Linked DNA regions of Triticum aestivum: region 1 is linked to region 2. A link is a contact called in public Hi-C data. All regions are on one chromosome and are shown on one strand. Each heading gives the region's core, a stretch centred on a gene start, on an enhancer-like site or on the middle of the called end of the contact. The rest is flanking DNA. Distances are from core to core; before and after follow the strand shown. Region 1 holds the start of LOC123050596 (lysine-specific demethylase JMJ706). Region 2 holds the start of LOC123050566 (inactive poly [ADP-ribose] polymerase RCD1).

The links. Hi-C and Micro-C count contacts between places; a contact is called where the count stands out from the background.
Region 1: a Hi-C map of leaf shows a contact between it and region 2, with 2.7 times the contacts expected there. The contact joins the promoter of LOC123050596 here to the promoter of LOC123050566 in region 2. A contact is called at or near these places in 2 of 5 Hi-C or Micro-C datasets (both in leaf).

The regions. Positions count from the first base shown.
Region 1 is chr1A:355,152,199-355,155,207 of IWGSC CS RefSeq v2.1, reverse strand. It overlaps LOC123050596 (lysine-specific demethylase JMJ706), which reads left to right and starts at 1,722. Exons shown (of 11, transcript XM_044473370.1): 1 at 1,722-2,055. The coding sequence starts at 2,053.
Region 2 is chr1A:354,773,170-354,776,388 of IWGSC CS RefSeq v2.1, reverse strand. LOC123050566 (inactive poly [ADP-ribose] polymerase RCD1) reads right to left here and starts at 1,849. Exons shown (of 7, transcript XM_044473346.1): 1 at 1,531-1,849; 2 at 1-347. The coding sequence starts at 170.

The DNA.
Region 1 (3,009 bases), core at 473-2,972, 380 kb before region 2:
TTTTTTTCTCATTCTGTTTTCTTTCTTCTTTTCTCTTTAAATTAATTTGGGATTTGAATATTTTAAAAGTTGCGCTTTTTCAAAAAAAAAAATCTTTGAGAAATCATAAAATATATGTGAATTCAAAAATGTTTAGAAAATCATAAAAATTTTGCAGATTAAAAAAATGTTGGTGGTTTTGCAAAACTGTTCGCAAAATTATAAATAGATCATGATTTAGAAAAAATGGTCGGCAAATAAAATCATGTCCATGATTTTAAAAAAATGACCGTGTATTCAAAACATATTCGGGAATCTGAAAAAAATGTTCATGACATTTTAGAAAATGTTCACAAAAATAAAAATAAATATTTGTTCCATAATTTTAAAAAAATTCATCGGTTCTAAAAATGTTTGTTGGGTCAAAAATTGTTAATGAATTCGAAACCGGTTCATACATTTAAATTCTTTTGTAAAGAAAACTAATCTTTATCATTTTTTTGAGAAAATAAAAAATTTCAAAAAAAATTGTTTGTCTATTCGAAAAATTGTTCACTGATTCAAAAGTATTTTATGTCTAGGATTTGATTAGTTTTTCGAAAGTCTTTATATGTCTTGGCGTTGGGAGTATTTCGTGGTCAATGAGATTTGTTTTTAAAGTTTTAAACGTTCCCTTGCGCAACAAAATGACACGTGTGGCATGCACCGGCGAACTCATAGCCTTGGGATTTACCGCGTCGAATGCATTGTGATCACGTGGACATCGCGGCCATCATCGGCTAGGGTAAAAAAATGGCAACATGATGAGCCACTATGTTAAAATAGAGTACGCTCATATATCAGGATATTGAGTCATACTTATTTGGTTAGCCATAATTTTTTGTCTCCCGTTGCAACGCACGAGCATATTTGCTAGTCAAATCAAAACCACCAAAGGTTAGTACTGGTTAGAACGGTGAAAAAATGCCTCCTGTCCACTCTATCTATCCAGAGGCGAATATACCTGCACAAGTAACTAAATCCGAGTCAAGCCAACATTGGTCTCTCTCCGGCGGACGAGACTTGCTTGCTCCCTAAGAGTGCGCCCATCCGTACTCCCACCTACGTGGCTTGATTTAATTGAAACAAAATAAGGCCTGACTCCATCCCCTTAAAATCAGAGGGGGAGATGATTAAATTAAAAAGTAAAAACAGGTCGGATCCCTCTCCAGCCACACAGCGGTCTCTCTCATCTCACGCAGGCGCGACACGTGGCGAGCTAACCTAGGAGTAGTTCATTCAATCAAGAAAAAGCAAGAGGTGGAATTTACTTGTGTGTTTTCGCAAGCACCTTTTGGGCCAACCGTCCGTCCGTCCGTCCCAGGTGGTGGTAGGACAGTAAATGTCACATGCAGGTGAGGTGAGGTGAGCAACTAACCCCACCTCCACCCCCACCCTCCCTCGTGTCACACAGGCGGACGAGAGGAGGAGGAAAAGTCCCACCAGAAAGAAAGAAAGACAATGGGCGGAGGGGTGGGAAGCCCAGGGGCAGAACGGGGAGAGAGCGCGGGGGACGCGGTTCCGTTAGTGGAACCAACTCCAACGCCAACGCCGCTCCCATGACCCCGTCGCCTCCCTCTCCTCCTCCGACCCGACGCAAAAAAAGGAAAGCGAAAAGCGTGGGCGACGGGTACAAGTGGGGCTCTCTCGTCTCCCTTCTCCGCGGTTTCCCCATATCACCCTCCCCGCCCCTCCCCTCCCCTCCCCCACAGCCAGAGACCCGTCCCGTCCCGTCCCGTTCCCTTCCTCTTCCGGCGACCCGCTCCCCCGCCGGCAACCCCCGCGGTGGGGCCCCCATTGCTGGCCCTCAATTGCGCCAGTGCCCCCGCCTCCACCTCCCGCTCCCGCGTAGCTCGCGCGGGAAAATAACCGACGGAAGGAGGAGGAAGGAGGACCGCGCCGCGCGTGCCGGCTTCGGTTGGGCTGGGAGGGATCCCCGCCGCCGCCCGCTCGCCCGGAGGGGAATGCGGGACCCGTGCCGCCGGGGAATTCTCTAGACGGGCCTCCGCAACCGCGCCGCGCCCCGCCGGAGTCATGGTGAGTCGCGAGATCTGCCTCCCCCTTCAATTTCCGCTTCCGTCGCTCGCTCCCTCTTCCTTCGCGCCTTTTCTCCTTCTCCTTCCTCTTCCGCCGCTGCCTCAATTAATGCGTGTTCGTGGCCGGTCACTGTTCGATTCCTCTCTCCTAGGCCTAGTATTCGAATTACCGCGTCGTTTTCCCTGTAAATTTCGTCCCCCCTCGCCGAGCAATTCATGGATTCCGCCACGAGCCGCGCCAATTGGGAGAATTGTTCCGAATTACGCACGAATCCGCGTCCGGCGAATTGCTCGTACGCCCTCTGTTTCTGCGTCCCCGTGAATTCCGAGGCCGTCAATGTTGGAAAACCAGGAGGAACCATTTATTTATGCCATCTCTTTGTTTTTGGATTTGTTCATAGGTAGTATCATCATCACCGCATGAGCTGTATTAATTTGGCCTCGCGCTCGTCCTCGCCCGTTAGGATTAGTAGTAGATAGATTCGCTGCGTGAGAAGTCAAACACACCAGCTGGGCTTCTACCAGTATTTATTTTTCTTCGCTTTTCCCCTCTCCTTTGGGCTAATTAAGATGCTCGTGCTAAATCACTGCTACTAGTACTCCCAAGTTAAGTTTAGGCTGTCCTATTCCTTGCCGTGTGGGGTTGCATTCCATTGTTCGGCGAGCGCCAAGCAGGCAATGGCATCTTCCTCCCCTTTTCCACAAGTTTCTACTCCAATGGTCGTACCGCATGTGCGTAATTCTACCTTTGACCAAGTCTGCAAATTAGTACCCCTTTTCCTCTTCCTTTCTCGCCGCTGATTTTTCTACAGTATGCAGAACCTCGCTCAATCAGTCAATCAACCGTTGTGCTTGCGATTTAATGGCCGTGGATTCGAAATTTATGGATTCCTTCTTACTAAAGAGACCGTTATTCTTAAAGCAGCGAGCGTTTCTATATAAATTGCTGCCACGA
Region 2 (3,219 bases), core at 600-3,099:
CGATCTTCACCAACATACAACCTGATATCAGAGTTTCCAGTAGGATGCTGATGCGATTGAGAGGTGTGGCAGGCATCAGCATGATATGCAGCGGGGCTGTCCCGCTTCCTCTTGAGGCTAACTATATTCTGTCCACATTTAGCCAACACCTTTTCGTTCATCGCAGCCATTGTAGCAAGCAGAAATGAACACCAAGCAGAGACTAATTCCTTCTAGCAAACTAAACCCCAACAAGTCTAATATTTACACTAAGCTAATGGAGGAACCTCTGAGCATAGACTACTTCAATATCGACAAGGAGAAAAAGAATATCGGTCGGGTGAGATAAGGGCAAAAGAGTAGGAAACCTGAAAAGGGAAGATAGGTCCTGTAAGAAAAAGGACAAAAAACTAGAATATCTTAAATCAAGCAAACAGAATATATGCAAATCAAAGATCTCAGTACTCTGTCGGCAGCTAAACATACGAGTAAATTCCCCAAAACTATCATGTTACATTAGCACGACGAACGACGAACTAGATAAAATAAAATAAAAAGCAAAATACTTCAATATGGAATTATCTATTGATTTGCCATAGTCCTCATGCAGAAACCGCCATTTGTTGAAGGGTGTGAGCACAAGAGTTCAGTCATATATAGCGCGCTTGAGACGGCTATTGCATTAATTGGGCTCAGAAATTACAATTATCACCCAGAAGTATCATGTATTCATTTGCGCGCGAAAATTATGCTTCGTAAACCAAATATTTGAAACAGCTTGCCTAATCAGGAGAACACGTGATACAGGGCTTTAAAAAACCTACTGCATTAATTGGGCTCAAAATTTATAATTATCACCCCAAACAAACATATATTCATCTGCGCGCGAAAAACGCTTCGTTGACCAAACATTTGAAACAGCTGGCCTAATGAGAAAATCATAGGATATATGGCTTGAAAAAAAATCTATTGCGTTAATAACAGGGCTCAGAAATTACGATTATGACGCACAACTATCATGTGCTCCCTCTGTAAACTAATATAAGAGTGTTTAGTATCTAAACGCTCTTATATTAGTTTACAGAGGGAGTATTCACCTGCGCGCGAAAATATGCTTTGTAAGCCAAATATTATTTGAAAGCGCTGGCCTAATCAGGAAATTACATGAAGTAAAAGGCAAATGATGTCTCAAGTTGAATCAAGCAAAGTTGTGATGAAAATAACTAGTTCCTCACCACACAAACAAGATGGAGATAAGCTAACGCGAAATTCATAGCAAAGATGGAATTTTTAATATTTAGCGAGTCATGGGTGCACGGAATCCACTTGGTAAATCCTAAATCTACAACTTTAGCAGTCAACAACCAGCTTCCCGGTGTCACAGATGATCGAAACCGAACAAAAAAGCCTACCTAACTCTCACAAAAGAATATTCACCAGATCGAACATATAGAGATATGAAATCATCACACACGGCCTAACAATCGGGCGGGTCGCGTAGATCCATGCAAGGGGCGAGCCGAATCGATGGATTCACCGACCGACGCTTACCTAGGGTTAGCGGCAGCATCAGCAGGGGTCACGGCGGAGGATATTGAGCGGTTCATCTTGCCCGATCTAACCCCCCTGTCACCCCCCCTAGGACTCCCCTACGGAGCCCACTTTATCCCCCGGCTACGATCGATTGCCGGAGCTACCCCGCCGAAGATGCTCCCCCGGCCGGCGGCGAGACGCGGCTGGTCAAAGCAAGGACTCGGCTCGGAGAATCGCTGCGGCGGCGGCGGCAAGGGGGCGGGGGCGGGGGCGAAGGCGAGAGGAAGGTCGGGGTGGAGGAGCCGTGCGGCGGTGGGGGAAATATTATTGGGCGGAGAAATAACGCGGGTCCACGCCTTTGTCGTGCCCACTTGCGACCCTTATTGTGCTCCACCCACCGCCTCCGCGGCCGACACACGGGGCCCCGCCGCGGGTCGGGCCCGCCTGGCGGTGGCGCTGGGCGCGCTAAACTTGGATGCCAAGTTGCGTGGCCGGAACGATTTTGCTTGGGCCGTAAGCAAAATGGGACGCCGTGATGCCGACATCCAGCGATCGGACGGTTCACACCCGCGGTCAACGTTCCCTGCCCCGCCCGCAGCCGTCCGTCCGTCCGTGATGCCGGATATTCGCCGTCTGGCAGTAGTTTTTCTTGACGTCCGGACCGGTTGCGTGCATTATTGGGGTTCGTTCGTGTGTAGTACGGGGTGACGTGCTCCTGATGGAACTTCGTGCTGGCCTCCAATTTGATTTTCTTATGGCTTGGGCACACCGGAATTGCACTGCATGTTTCACGAACCTACTATCTATCAACCGACGTATGTATACACGTACATATACTCGTATATAATAAACCACATGTAATTAAGTACAATATATGCTCTCGTCGAGGCTGCGTACTTTCTAAGACTATTTCCGTCCCAGTCATCGGCAGCCATACAAGGGAAAACGAGGCTCGTTTGAAAAGGCTAACCCTTAATTTACTCGCGACTCTAAGTGGTGGCATATAGATGTTGGAGTCATTTTCTTATAGCTCGTCGTCGTTGGAGGTGCAGTTTTCACACAATTAGTTGGTCAATAAGACCTTAATCGAGTCAGTATACTTGACTATGTTGAGCTCTAGTTGCCTTTGGGCGGATGAACTGCTTCGAATTCAAAGTGTTGCTTCTTCTTCGTCTTGTATGATTTTTTTCTTTTTAGAATACACACGAGTGTGTGTCATAAATTGATACTCCCTTCTTCCCATTTTGTTAGGCGTATTAGCTTTTACATGCAGTCTCAGTATGTAAGACGCATGCAGTCGATTTCCTCTCTCGAGTTGTTATAGAGTATCGCTAATTTTCTGGAGATGGTTCCAAGAAATCGTGCATGCCTTCCTCCTCTTTTTTTGAGTCGTGGACGCTTCCCGCTAAGATGGCTCAACTAACGATGATTGTTGCGTTATTTTTCGTGCTAAAACTAATATGCCTAACAATATGGGAAGGAGGGAGTAGAAGAAAGGGGTGAAGAGCCCACCATCATAGCGTTACAACAATGAATTTTACGTGTCTGGGATATGCCCTAGAACCGTACACAACTACTTGTCGCTACCTCACCTATCAAGCGTTGTAAAAAAGAAAGATAGATCTCCTTTAAGTAGGTCATTCAAACTCCAAGTTCTACCCTCCTTGGCCACATTTGAGATGGCATTTTGAACTGAAGGAGTGGCCC